3 separate regions of the Rattus norvegicus genome follow, and all the other regions are linked to region 2. Evidence: chromatin contacts called from public Hi-C data. All regions are on one chromosome and are shown on one strand. Each heading gives the region's core, a stretch centred on a gene start, on an enhancer-like site or on the middle of the called end of the contact. The rest is flanking DNA. Distances are from core to core; before and after follow the strand shown. Region 1 overlaps LOC102548095 (a long non-coding RNA gene). Region 2 holds the start of Pten (phosphatase and tensin homolog). Region 3 has its middle 320 kb from the start of Pten.

Region 1 (4,115 bases), core at 37-2,536, 390 kb after region 2:
GGTTTAAGAGGGTGACTTTACGAGGCTTCTCCTCTAGCCATCAGCAGTATCCTTTGCCTTGAGACAGTATACTTTCAGGCAGTTCAAACTCACGCCTGTCACTCACGCACAGGTTCGCTGTCTCTACAATGTCATTGGCTCTCATTCTGGGCCTGTCCTAATCCCGACCAATCAAGAACCACAGTTGCCTCTTTCAAGATCCCAGTAGCGTTTGATGATTCGCCCTAATAGCATCACACATTAAAACCAGAGTAGAGACTCACACCCCTGCCTCCCTCCATAGCTCAAAAGACTTAGCGAAGGCTTAATGGGGCACTGGATCTTGGAGGCTGTGAGATTTTTGTGTGCATCTAATTGAAAAAAATGTATGTTCATCTATCGTGATACAACACCTATTGGCAGCCATACTATTTTACAAGGCTGTTTCTTCCCATGTCTCCCTTTAAGGATGCCATGGTTTCAGGAATTGATGGGATTAGTTACACACTCGGAAAGGAGCCTAACATCAAGTAGTTATTTGCTGCTGCCAAGATGTGGGCTTGCCATTTTCCTTAGCTGCAGTACATCTTGTCGGGAGCATCCGCCCAGTACAGAGAAAGGAACCATGTTATGTGTTGATCAAAGGTGGCTAGCAAGAGCCGTGCATCTGTAGAACTTCTCTTTCCTCTGGATGGGTATATAGCAGTGACAGTTTTTGCTGCATCACAAAGATGTCTCAGGATAAAGAATAGAATTTCAGGAAACCCAGATAAAACTAGCCTCTGGGGGATTAACAACAAACAAAAACACACAGGCAAATGATCGGAGAGAAAGGCAGAGCTCTCAGCAGAAAGCTTTTTCTAAGGAAATGGCCACAATTTCCCTTTTACATAATTGCCATAAATGCACAGCCAAATTAAATGTGTCATAGATAAAATTACCAACCGAAGTACCACCCGGCTGTCTCCTGTGAGCTGAGAGTTTGCGAATGCAGTGTTCTCCGGCGAGCGTCGCAAATCCACATAATGTTCCCGAGTGCTAAATTTGGAGCTCTGATTTAGCTGACAGATGTTTAAAATCACATTGGATTGGACAACTCCCCGAGGAGGACACAGCTGCAGATGTGAAAGAGAACAAGCTAAGGGCTTTAGGAACAGCTTCTCTTCCCTATCAGCCTTCTTCGATGGGGCTCTGTGGGAGAAGGATCATTTCTGTGCTGAATTCACCAACCCCCAACCTCCTGTTGAACTGACGCTGAGATGAACGCAGAGGCTGCACACTGGACAAAGTGTAGGATGCTACACTTCACCTGAGCTGGTCACACGGGGGCTGTGGGCTCCTTGAAAACAGGCAGGTAGCCACCATACCTTGGAGCCTGGCTTGCTCCTTTGGTAACATCTTATGATCAGAAATGAATGTAATTCTGAAAATCGAGACTTCTGCATCAGTATTTAACTGGCAACCTCTTCTTGGGCAAGGTTGAAATGCTCTCCCCAATTCCCCACACTTAAATCTCCAACAGCGCTTCCTTCGTTTTTTGGAAAACAACAAAATTAAAATTATTCTAGGTTTCTGTTTTTTTTTTCTTCAAAAACACATATTTTAGGCCTGTGTCGAGACTCAGACTGAAATGGATTTGTTTTTAAAAAAAATGTCTGAGTATTTGATGTGGGAGACTAGTGACCTTTGGTATTTTGTATAAAAAAAATGTTTGATGTCTCAAATTTCCCTACTGAACTTGTATTGTTGCTGTTTTTTTTCTGTGATTTTTTTCCATGCTCTACCATCCCCCACATTCAAAACAAGCTCTTTAATTACTCAACAGAGCTCATCCTCACAGCCACCTCAGATGAATGTCACTCACATCATGATGTCGAGATTGAGTAAATCTAATTCAAACCAAAAAAATGTTTAAGACAGAGCCCAAGAGACACTGTCATTGTTGGGGGAATTTACACTGGGGTAACACCGTGTACACCAATACGTCACCCAGAATGCAAGTGTCTAACAGCATGACCCTCCGAGACTACAGAACTCCCTCACAGGAAGTAGGTGGCAGGGTCGGTAGGTATGATTCAGACCCTTTGTTCCTTGGGATGAACAGATACGATGTCAAATGGCTGACAGGCTGAGAACACAGCAAATCCAGGCAAAACCGATGAATCCCTGGAGCCTTGTCTATGTTCAGCCTGTGCAGCCAAAGCTAGCACTGGGGGCAAATGTGGAGTAAACAGGGAAAGAAGAAGCAAAGTGTAAACACCGGTAAGGGAAGCTCACACAGGGTCTTGTGCTACAAATTGTGAATGCCATACTTCGTGACTCACTGAAGGAAGCCCATTTTATGCCATGATTTAATCTATGATACACTATCTTTCAAACCACGGATCTACTCAATCTGTAGCAGAAAGTTAGACACTGCGTCTTTACCAGAGTTTGAATGGGAGAAGGGGAAAGATGATTAAACTCTCATGAGGATCTGTATGTTTTGCTTTATGACAACAAATACTTATTTTTTTCACTCTAAAAAATTTTGGTAAAATAATTGAACCACATGATAATCACAAAAGTAATTCTGTTGGCTAAGGACTCTGTGGAACATATGACTCATTAGGGAAGACCTTTGGCCACTGGAGTACAGGTTTCTGGGTCTCATAAATCAAAGTATGTCCATGAGGATAAAGTGGAACAAAAGATAGCAATAATATTTTGAGAAGGCGAGAAGAGGTTCGGGGTGCAAAAACGTTGTTAGTTTCTTGACAGGACAAAAAGGGTAGGGTATTAATGTCGTTTACTCACTGTAGTTTGTGGTGATTCCTGACATAGAGCCCTTTGTGTATCTTCAGAGGACTTTGTACAGTGCAGATAAATGCATAGGACTGTGGACTCTGGATCCATTAGATAAAGTATAATTCACGTGGTTGAAAGAACAACTTTTACAGTCAGCTTTAAACTGGAATCCATTACTCATGGGCTCTGATGTCTTTGATTTAGATACTTAACTTTTCTGAGCCTCAGCCTCCATGGTTGTATGAAGTAGATCATATATCATGTTCCTCTAACACTGTTGTGGGAAGTACACCAGGTGGTATGTGGAAAGTATGCAGCCTAGGTGTCATTTTATCAGTGTCTATGGCCATTACTGGGAGGTTTCTATATGAAATTCAACCGTGACTTAATGATGATGTTCCTGTGATGCCCCAGTCATAGCTGCCAGGTAAGGAAAGGGCTTAATAGCAACAATCCTATCCCGATTAGCTGACCAGAAAGCCACAATAGGACCTGCTTGATCATCTGTGTAGAGGTATTCCCACCTTGGGAATTTTAGGAAGCTCAGACATTATATAGGAAAGAGAGGCTCATCCCTTTACTGTAACTGGGGAGCTCTGATACAGTGATGAGCCCCCACTTTACCTTTGGGTTTCAGCAAGACAGAATGTTGAGCTCTACTGTCTACAAGGAAACTGGTGGGTTTCTCCTCCACTTTTAAGGCTCCCCAGGGCTCTGGGAGAGGATCCAACCTCTCCCCCCTATTTTTATCTTCTAAGGCCAGGGTTTAGATAGGCTTCTTCTTCTTCTTGTGGCATTCCCTGGCCCAGTGGCCTTCCTCCTTACAATAAGCACACTGGTTCTTTCTTAAGTGGGGACATTATCAATCTTTAGGGACCCCTTTACCTCCTTTGGAAGCCTGTTTTCTGGTGCTGTCTGATTAATAAAGTCTAGAACTACCATTGCATTTGCTTCTGCCGATTCGGGGTCCATGGGGGTGTACTGTTGGAATGCTTGTCCTGAAGACTTGAGTTATTTTATATTTGTAAGCACTGTGCAGCAAATGTTATTACCGTCTGTTTTACACAGGCGTATTTAGCCTGTGGCCCACGGGCTGAAAGATGGCTTAACACAAAATTATAAATGTACTGAAAACATGATAAGATTAAGTTTAATCTCTACTTTCATTTTTATTAGATTCAGGGCATGGGGTCTTATTGAGGTCCTTTAGACATCTGGAGCTGAGTTTTGTGCAGGACGAGAGACATGGCTTAATTTTACTTCTCCTCTATAGCTATCTAGGTTGGCCAGAATCATTTGTCAAATATGCTGTTCTTTCTCCAGTATTCATTTTTTACTTTATTGGCAAA
Region 2 (4,386 bases), core at 1,231-3,730:
AGAAACCAAATAGAGCCCTCTCATCTATTGCTTTGAGATGGCTCTCATTGGTCATCCCTGCAATCCCTCCCTCAACTGAACAGAACCTTGCCCTCAAACAGCCTGCAATAAACATCCAGGCTTTCTTAGTTGGGGCAGCTAATCCTGCAGAGAGCTCTTTAAAGGATGCATCTAAATGCAAGGTTTGCGTAGCTTCAGAGAGCTCTAATAGAACTGTAAATATCCCTGGTTTAATTAGCAGTCCTGCAGTTAGGTAATGGCCCACAGCTCTCTGAGCCTGGCCTCTTGAGGTTTCTAGGCTTCAGGGGCTGCCTGCAACTATGCCGTGGACATAACGAAATTTTCTTTCTCTTATACTTCATAAACCCTCAGCTGGCCTTTCCTAGACACCTACTCGCAATTATTGCAATACTCATGATAACTGATTATTATTCTCCAAATTTCTAAAATGACCCAGGGCTTCAGCTTGGGTCTCAGGTCAGAAATACTTTAGAACTCAAATTGCCACCCCGAGAACTAAGTCTCCTGGGAAAAGAACAATAAGGAAGAAATCCCTACCTACATCGGAGTTGATGTCATTTTTTCTCCAAGCTCAAGGTGATCGCTTGCTTTGTGGCTGGCTGGTGGGGGAGGAGGGGCTGTGCGCTAGTTATCAGCATTTCTGAACCAGCTCTCTCAACCGCGACAGGTCAGCCAATCCCGGCAGTAAGCTTTTACTTGACAGGTTCGTTCTGGGCTGACAGCCATTGACTAGGTGCTCAGATAAGTCACTTGGCTGAGTCTACGGTAGGTGGGGCGCGCTCACCAGTTCAGGGGCAGTGACTGGAAGTTTGTTGCAACATCGGTAAGCCCAAGCAGCCAGCAGCAACAGGAGATACCCTTTTGCCCCACGAGTACAGATCTAGAAAGGGTTCACCTCATTAAGCGGAGATGCGTCAAACCCCCTAGGGCCCTGCCTTTTCTCCCACGGTTGGGAACGCGCGGTGTGGGCAGATCCAGAGCAGAAGTCTCGTGTCCCGGCCTTCTGGCTAGCTCTATGGGTTACAAGCGAAAGGGAGGAACAGCTTGGGGACTCTCAGCGTCAGCGTTCACAAACCGGCGGCGGCCAGCAGAGAGGGGTGGCGGGGGCACGTGCTTGGATGTGGCTGCTTGTGTAACCAGCTCCCCAGGCGCTTGGCCCCGACAGCGCTCCTGCGGACCGCTCGTGGGTGCTATTCTCCGCTCTGACTCCGAAGAGAGGGGTTCAGCTGCCTACACGGGGCATGGGGTCCCGGAAGATCATCTAATAGAGAAGAGGGGACCAAGCTCCTGCCTCAGGAGCACACAGATAGGGGAATGGGAATTTGGAAAGTTCCCCAACTAGGACCACACGTGACCTCCTCCTGAAAGTAGTTCCGACTGCGGCTCATGTATCCTTCCACCTAGCCTTTGAGCCCTCCCAGGCCTGCTCGCCCCGCCCACTCGCTGGCTGCAGCTTCCGACCGTCCCATACTCCACACCCGGGCTCAGTAACCGGGTCCTCGAACGTGCACCGTCCGACAGGGTCAGAACTTGGCCACCGCGATCCAATTCTGCCGGGTTTTCTTAGCGGCCACGAAGGGGGAGGGGCGGCTTATCTCCTAGAAGATGGAGCCTGACTGTGATCCGGTGGACCTACCGCTGCGGGGAGCTGCGGGGCTCTTCGCCGGGAGGTGGAGGGGTGTGTGTGAGGTGCACTCTATTCACGGAGATCCACTTTGTCTACCCAGGGGTGTCCTTTGGGCCCTGGAAACTCAGGGGCAGATGTCAATGTACACGCCCCGTATGCACAATCATCATGCTTGGCTGGGAGCGTTCATCTTTCGGGCAAATGAACCCAGCTGCCTGGGAAGCAAGAGGCGGGGCAGGGAACCGGAGCCCGATGAGGTGACCCACGCGGGAGACACAATAGGGGGTTGTTCTTTGTGCAAAGACTGACACCTTGAGGACACCGTGGGGGTGAGGTGCGCTGTCTAGGTAAAGACTTGCCGCCGACAAATCCTAGGAAGCACTGCAATCTGACCACAGCGCAGGGCAGGGCGTGCAAGCCGCTCGAAAGAAACACAGGGACCTACGCAGGAAGGGTGAACCTGGCCCTGAGGTTCCTAGGGTGCTGACCAACGCGGTCAGCTAGTCCGATCCACCTGTGAGCGGTCAGCGATCCTGCTCCGCGCACCCTCGCTCGGCCACAACCTGCCCTACCCTTTGCCGGGTCTCTGCGCTGAGGCCGAAGCCGGCGTAGCTCCAGGAGCGAGCCGCGGCCACACTGGGCATGCTCCGCGGCGCTCCCCGCCCCTGTCCCACCGACGCCCCGCCCCTCCCCGCCCCGCCCCTCCCCCGGCTCGGCGCCCGCCTCTCGCCTCCCTCCGGCTTCGGAGGCGCCCGGCTCTCCCGGCTGGGTGGCGGAGGGGGCGGGCTGGCCGGCGCACGGTGATGTGGCGGGACTCTTTGTGCACTGCGGCAGGATATGCGCTTGGGCGTCGGGACGCGGCTGCGCTCAGCTCTCTCCTCTCGGAAGCTGCAGCCATGATGGAAGTTTGAGAGTTGAGCCGCTGTGAGGCCAGGCCCGGCGCAGGCGAGGGAGATGAGAGACGGCGGCGGCCGCGGCCCAGAGCCCCTCTCAGCGCCTGTGAGCAGCCGCGGGGGCAGCGCCCTCGGGGAGCCGGCCGGGCGGCGGCGGCGGCAGCGGCGGCGGGCCTCGCCTCCTCGTCGTCTGTTCTAACCGGGCAGCCTCTGAGCAGCTTCGGAAAGAGACGGTGGAAGCCGTGGGCTCGGGCGGGAGCCGGCGCAGGCTCGGCGGCTGCACCTCCCGCTCCTGGAGCGGGGGGGAGAAGCGGCGGCGGCGGCCGCGGCTCCGGGGAGGGGGTCGGAGTCGCCTGTCACCATTGCCAGGGCTGGGAACGCCGGAGAGTTGCTCTCTCCCCTTCTCCTGCCTCCAACACGGCGGCGGCGGCGGCGGCACGTCCAGGGACCCGGGCCGGTGTTAAGCCTCCCGTCCGCCGCCGCCGCACCCCCCCTGGCCCGGGCTCCGGAGGCCGCCGGAGGAGGCAGCCGCTGCGAGGATTATCCGTCTTCTCCCCATTCCGCTGCTTCGGCTGCCAGGCCTCTGGCTGCTGAGGAGAAGCAGGCCCAGTCGCTGCAACCATCCAGCAGCCGCCGCAGCAGCCATTACCCGGCTGCGGTCCAGGGCCAAGCGGCAGCAGAGCGAGGGGCATCAGCGACCGCCAAGTCCAGAGCCATTTCCATCCTGCAGAAGAAGCCTCGCCACCAGCAGCTTCTGCCATCTCTCTCCTCCTTTTTCTTCAGCCACAGGCTCCCAGACATGACAGCCATCATCAAAGAGATCGTTAGCAGAAACAAAAGGAGATATCAAGAGGATGGATTCGACTTAGACTTGACCTGTATCCATTTCTGCGGCTGTTCCTCTTTGCTTTTCTGTCACTCTGATAACGTGGGAGTAGACGGATGCGAAAATTTTCTGTAGTTGGGGTGACTATAACGTTTAATACTGGTCGCGTTTCTAGATCGTGTATTTTCTGTCTCTTCCAGTGTATTCAACCTAGGGAGTGTTCGGCTAGACGGAACTCATGCCTGCTTGCAAGTGTCAAGGCACGGATTGGTTTCTTGTCGAGCTCTGTGGTTTGTTCTTAAAATCTATTGTCCGTTAATGCAGAGTACTGTACACTGGATTAGTCGGCTCGTCAATCGAGCCTTCTAAATGAACTAAAAAAAATAGACGCTGTGGTGTCGTGCATATTTCGATTAGATCGTGACTTAGGCCCTAGATCTAGGGTATAGATCAGATTAAAATGAAAGTCCGTGCAGCACGTAGGCATATTGCCTCAGAATCTTGCAGTGATTTTTTTTTTTTTTTTAGTTTCCTGGGTTGCATTGGAAGATTTTTCTAAAATGTGACTTGTGGACTGATTTGCATAACTTTATAAGCATGGTCATCTTCAGCCTAGACCGTGCACATTTGAGGGTAGAAGTAGGTTTGTGTGTTTAAACTGAGGTAATTACAACTTTGGAGCTGCATTTAGAAGTTTTGTAGTTTGAAATCAATAGTATTATTGGAGCTTTTAATAGAACTTTTTTAAATTAGACTTTCCTGATGGGGCGTGGGATAGGATATGAAATTTGCATTTCAGTAGTATGTTCATTCACTTGGCCTTGCCATACATGATAGAATGGAGATGGAGTAGTTTTTGATCCCAGATGATGGTGTCTGTGGGAGTTTAGGGATGCTGTGTCTGTATGGCAAATGACTGCAGAGGTTAAACTCAGCTCTCACGTGAGATTTAAGGAGTAGCATGAATTTGCTGCTTTTTTTTTTTTTTTTTTTTTGGTTTCAGGTGCTCTGACCCGTTG
Region 3 (4,500 bases), core at 548-3,047, 320 kb after region 2:
CGACCGCAATAAATTCTTTATGGTGTATCTCCATTTGATGCAGATTTTATCGTGTCTCATGTCAGACACAAGGAAAATGCCTAGTTACATAATACATTTTTTAATATTAATAAAAAGCATAAAAGGCGTTTCTAAAGCATTTCTCAGTTTACCTCTCCTTGGTGATGTCAGCCTCTTCCCTGATACTCACCCACTGCGTCTGCCCTGGGGCAAATGACACCTCTGCAAAGAGTAGGCAGAAATGATGCCTGGGAAAGCTCTGACATAAAGGCTGGAAAAGCCCAGTGTTTCTATCTCAGTAAAGAGGGAGGCAGAGAGACATGCACACTCTGTCCTTTTAGGCCTTTTTTCTCCAGTCTCAGGGTAGAACCTCAGTTAGCAGGAGAGGGATGAATTCTTACATGTTGGAAACACTTCAAGGTCTTAAGAGAATATTGAGTCCGGTGAGTGGTCTGTCGCCCTCAGGGTAGGCTTGAGGAACCGAGGGCTCATATCATCAGCAGTTTTCAAGCCTGGCGCTGTTGTAATACACTCTACTTCACAGGGCTTGTCAGCTGCCCTGTCCCTTGTAAGATGTTAAGTCACTTCTCAGGCTGGGACTATACCCCCGCTGTTAAAATAAATGTCTCCAGAAAGTCAAATATCTCCTAGCAGCAAAGCTATGCTCCCTTCCTTCTCATAGGAACCAGCATCTGGTGAGACGGATAGCATTTGGCCCAATGTGGATCCACAGTGAACGGTACTATCAGTGAGAGAGGCCTCCTATCTCTTTCAGGGCTTTCACTTGGCAAGCAGAAAATCACAAAATGACAGTATGCCATGATGGTGGCGAGCAGAGGAGCTGGACGTGGACAGGGATGGAGGTCAGAGAGCGGTAACACTGCAGGATCTGTAAGCGGATGCCAAGACTCACAGACGTCAGTGAAGTCTCTGTCAGGCCAGAGGACCCTGCTGAAGGCACAGGGTGTCCTGGTTCTTACATTTGACTTCTACCTCACTTGTGAGAAACGTTGGGAACTCTAAACGACCCAAACAAGATGAAAGGATGCAGAAAAAAAAAAAACATTCAAGATGAGAGGACAGTGTTGAGGAACTGTAAACTGGCCCATCTAAAATTTTCCCTTTCCCAGCTCCCAGTCTGGTAATAGAAAACTGGGGTCTGTTCCACCAGTAATGGACAAAGTAAGACTATATTTTCCTTGTATATTCAAAGAAGATTGTGAGCCCCTGTGTGGCACATAATAGTAATAAGAATGGCAGGTATGTTGGAATTAGATGCTTCCCGGATGCTAAGAAGTATACCAGGCTATGGTATTTAACCTTCCAGGCAGCAGACCCATAGGACAACTGTTTCCAGTCACAGCCAGCCCGTCACTTATGAGAATCGTTTTACTGGTTCAAGTGATGGACCCTGTATACAAACCCAGGCAGAATGACTCCTGTCCCCGATTCTCTCATGCCTCTGCCCTGCTGCCTTCTTACAACGGGGTGCTTTGTGTCTGGGTCCCAAACCTATTCACTTATTTCTCTCGTGGTCCTGGTGGAAAAATCGTGCCATTCCATCTCTTGTCTGCCTCCGTGTTTAAGGAGACTTTCCAGCATTTAATTCCTACTGAGTACCGACTTCTTTTCTCTGGGGAGCTAAAATACTCTCAACAACAGAAAAAGAACTAAAGGGAGCATTTGTTGTAGTAAATTATTCATGGTAAAGAATTTGCTACACTCGGGGCAACAAAGACGCGTTTGTGTGTGGACTCCAAGGGTGGCATCTGGGTCATGCTGGGTACCATAAGCAGAGCGTTGAACAATGAACTTATCTCTCAGCCCCCTGAAGAGACTGATGGGACAATGCTTTGTAGACTGAGTTATTGACCACTCAGCTTTGCCAGGACCACTGCGCTCTGAAACAGGAAGGACTGGGCCTTTTCAGAGATAAAATCAATTACATTAAAATGAGTCTTTTTGTCATCGTCGTTGTTGTTCTTTCCCTGCCGTCGATTTCTCTTTGAAAACAGCCTGTGTTCTATTTACAGTGTCTTCATTACCAGGACCAGCCTTAGGAATCCACTTCCGGTCTGAGTGCACGAAACGCCAAGTTGGATATCCCAAGTGTGGTCCACGTAAGGTGGCCGAATCCTCAAAATTTCAGGGGAAAACCCAACAACGGCCCAGTATTAAAGAAGTCATGGTCATTGATACATTTAAGGGGCTAGAGAGACAACAACAACAACAACAACAACAACAACAACAACAACAACAACAACAACGTCATCTTCTGCATGAAGGGTAGCTGTGCCCGATTAAAAATGCCTGTGGAATTCTGACACCCTTACTCCAAAACAGCGGGTTCCTAGTTCTTCTTTTGAATCTGGGTTGGTCTGTTATAATTTGACCCAGAGAACACACGGTGAAAGCGATGCTATACCGGCTCTGAGTGTGCGAGCATGCGCAGCTTCCTTCTGTCTTGATTCAGGGGGACACTGACCTCCATGTTAGAAGGCTGATTACCTTCGGGTGGCAGTGCTGTGAGGAAAAGGAGCCATACCAGGGATTGTACTCTCTCTCTCTCTCTCTCTCTCTCTCTCTCTCTCTCTCTCTCTCTCTCTCTCTCTCTGTGCGTGTGTGCGCGCGCGCGTGCGCGCGTGCAAGGGAAAAAGAAGGGGGAAGGGGGAAGGGGACGGGAGAAAGAATTCAGCAAATGTGTTAAGGGAAGGAGGGATCCTCTACTCGCAAAAGTGGACCCTCTAGACCCAGCTGCTGAGCTAATACCTAAAAGACTTGAAGATAAATCACCCAGCTAAATCCTTTCAAAATTCCTAACCTACATTGTGCATTAAACGAGACATTGTTGCTTTCGGGTCTGGCTGATGTGGGCCATGATGTTGGGTACCTTCCCCAAATACTCTTCATCTTACTTTTTGAGTCGGGCTCTTGTTGAACCTGGAGCTCACCTTCAGCTAGACTGCCCGCCTGTACGGTGGGCATTCGGGATCTTCCTGTCTCCCGCTCCCCAATACTGAGATTACAGTCCTGGGCTACACCCAGCTTTTACACCGTACACGGGTCAAACCCATATTCTCAGGCTTACATGACAAGAACTTTACGAACGGAGACAACTCCCCCATCTTCGAATTTAAAAAATGTGTAGTTGTATGGATTCTTTGAAGAGCTCATATGCATGTGCAATATAACCTGATCACTCTACAGCTGCCCCCAACTGCCCCACCCCCAGGAGTGCCTATCACATCTCTCTCCCAACTTCACATTCTAGTCTTATATGTATTTATTTGTTTATTTATTTTAATTTAGTCAAATGAAGTGCTGCCTGAATTCCCTTGGGTATGGGGAACATAACAGTGGCTCCATTCCTAAAAAAAAGAGCCTACCCAGAAGTTCTCAACTGTCAATAGTTCTTTGCCAAGCCTGGCTCCTCCAGAACTCTTCCCCAATCCTTGCTAGAAAAAGTAACTGGCCTTACACAGACCTCGTGCCAGGAATTTTAGCTGTTGTGAGTTCACATGTACAACAGTCTTAATGTGTCTAGAGAACAGAATTTCACAGCATTTCTCCCTACCCTCTGACTCTTACATGCCTTCTGTCCCCTCTTGTGTGATGTTGAGCCTTGGGGGAAGGGGCTTGAAGTAGCTATCCGTCTACAGATGAACACTCATCCTGGTTTATTCTCAATTCTTAGGACCGTCACGTGTCTCTGCACTAATCACTATCAATTGTAATAAGAAGCTTCTCTGACTGGGTCAGAGACAGCACAAATCCATAGATAAAAAGCATATTTAGAAGGGAGTTTAACAGTTATGACCACTTAGAGAAATACCAATAGGTCTCCTTTAGAACCCATGACTTCCCTCGGTTTTGGCCATGTCTATAGTACAAGCATAAATTCCTTCCTGTGGAACAGACCTTAAATCCAATCAAGATAGGGATTGATTACCTCTCATAAACACTCTTGTATTAGTGGACCATATCTTGTCTGACAGGTCGGTTTTGTGGCACATGGGGTCTAGTGCTGGATAAGATATTGATGTTTTCCCCCAAGTAACCCCTTCTAGCATTATGAAAGCTATTCAACATGGAACACTTTCTGGTCAATTTAGAGCTAATTTCCATGTGTTTTGCAACCAAAGAATATGGTGTCATCATCAATAGGCTCTTATGATGGGCAACAAAGAGTTTGCACAATTCGGGTGTCTCTGGAGCCTCTCTGTTATTCTTCAAGTTTATATGAAGATATTTATCACCTCCACTAAGTTCACAGACTGTGTCTCCATTCTCTCTGGTTGTCTTCTCCCTGAACCTGTACACCATGCAGGGTTCCTTCTCAAAAGCCTCAGCTAGGTCCCAGGGTCTAGCTCTCTTCCTTATCTTCCTGCTACCTCAACCACAGGCAGAATTTATTCCATTTCAAATGTCGTGAGGCCACAAAGGATACAGTGATTCTTATTATCCAGTTTCCTTCCTTCAGGATAGGTGCCTGAACCAGAA

Evidence for each region. Hi-C and Micro-C count contacts between places; a contact is called where the count stands out from the background.
Region 1: a contact with region 2 is called in a Hi-C map of frontal cortex, with 2.1 times the contacts expected there. The contact joins the enhancer-like site here to the promoter of Pten in region 2. A contact is called at or near these places in 1 of 12 Hi-C or Micro-C datasets (frontal cortex) and 1 of 1 datasets of contacts at active chromatin or transcription factors (oligodendrocytes).
Region 3: a contact with region 2 is called in a Hi-C map of Schwann cells, with 6 times the contacts expected there. The contact joins the enhancer-like site here to the promoter of Pten in region 2. A contact is called at or near these places in 1 of 12 Hi-C or Micro-C datasets (Schwann cells) and 1 of 1 datasets of contacts at active chromatin or transcription factors (oligodendrocytes).

What each region holds. Positions count from the first base shown.
Region 1 is chr1:240,430,700-240,434,814 of GRCr8, forward strand. All of the region lies in intron 4 of LOC102548095 (a long non-coding RNA gene), which reads left to right. Among named protein-coding and RNA genes, the nearest start is that of Rnls, 290 kb to the right of the region's middle. Within about 2 kb of position 1,287, at least 30 of the 93 cell types and tissues checked have an H3K27ac peak or open chromatin away from gene starts, as enhancers often do.
Region 2 is chr1:240,041,227-240,045,612 of GRCr8, forward strand. Pten (phosphatase and tensin homolog) reads left to right here and starts at 2,481. Exons shown (of 9, transcript NM_031606.2): 1 at 2,481-3,419. The coding sequence starts at 3,341.
Region 3 is chr1:240,360,839-240,365,338 of GRCr8, forward strand. No RefSeq gene overlaps it. Among named protein-coding and RNA genes, the nearest start is that of Pten, 320 kb to the left of the region's middle. Within about 2 kb of position 1,798, at least 3 of the 93 cell types and tissues checked have an H3K27ac peak or open chromatin away from gene starts, as enhancers often do. A contact at or near this core is called in Schwann cells, where this site is marked.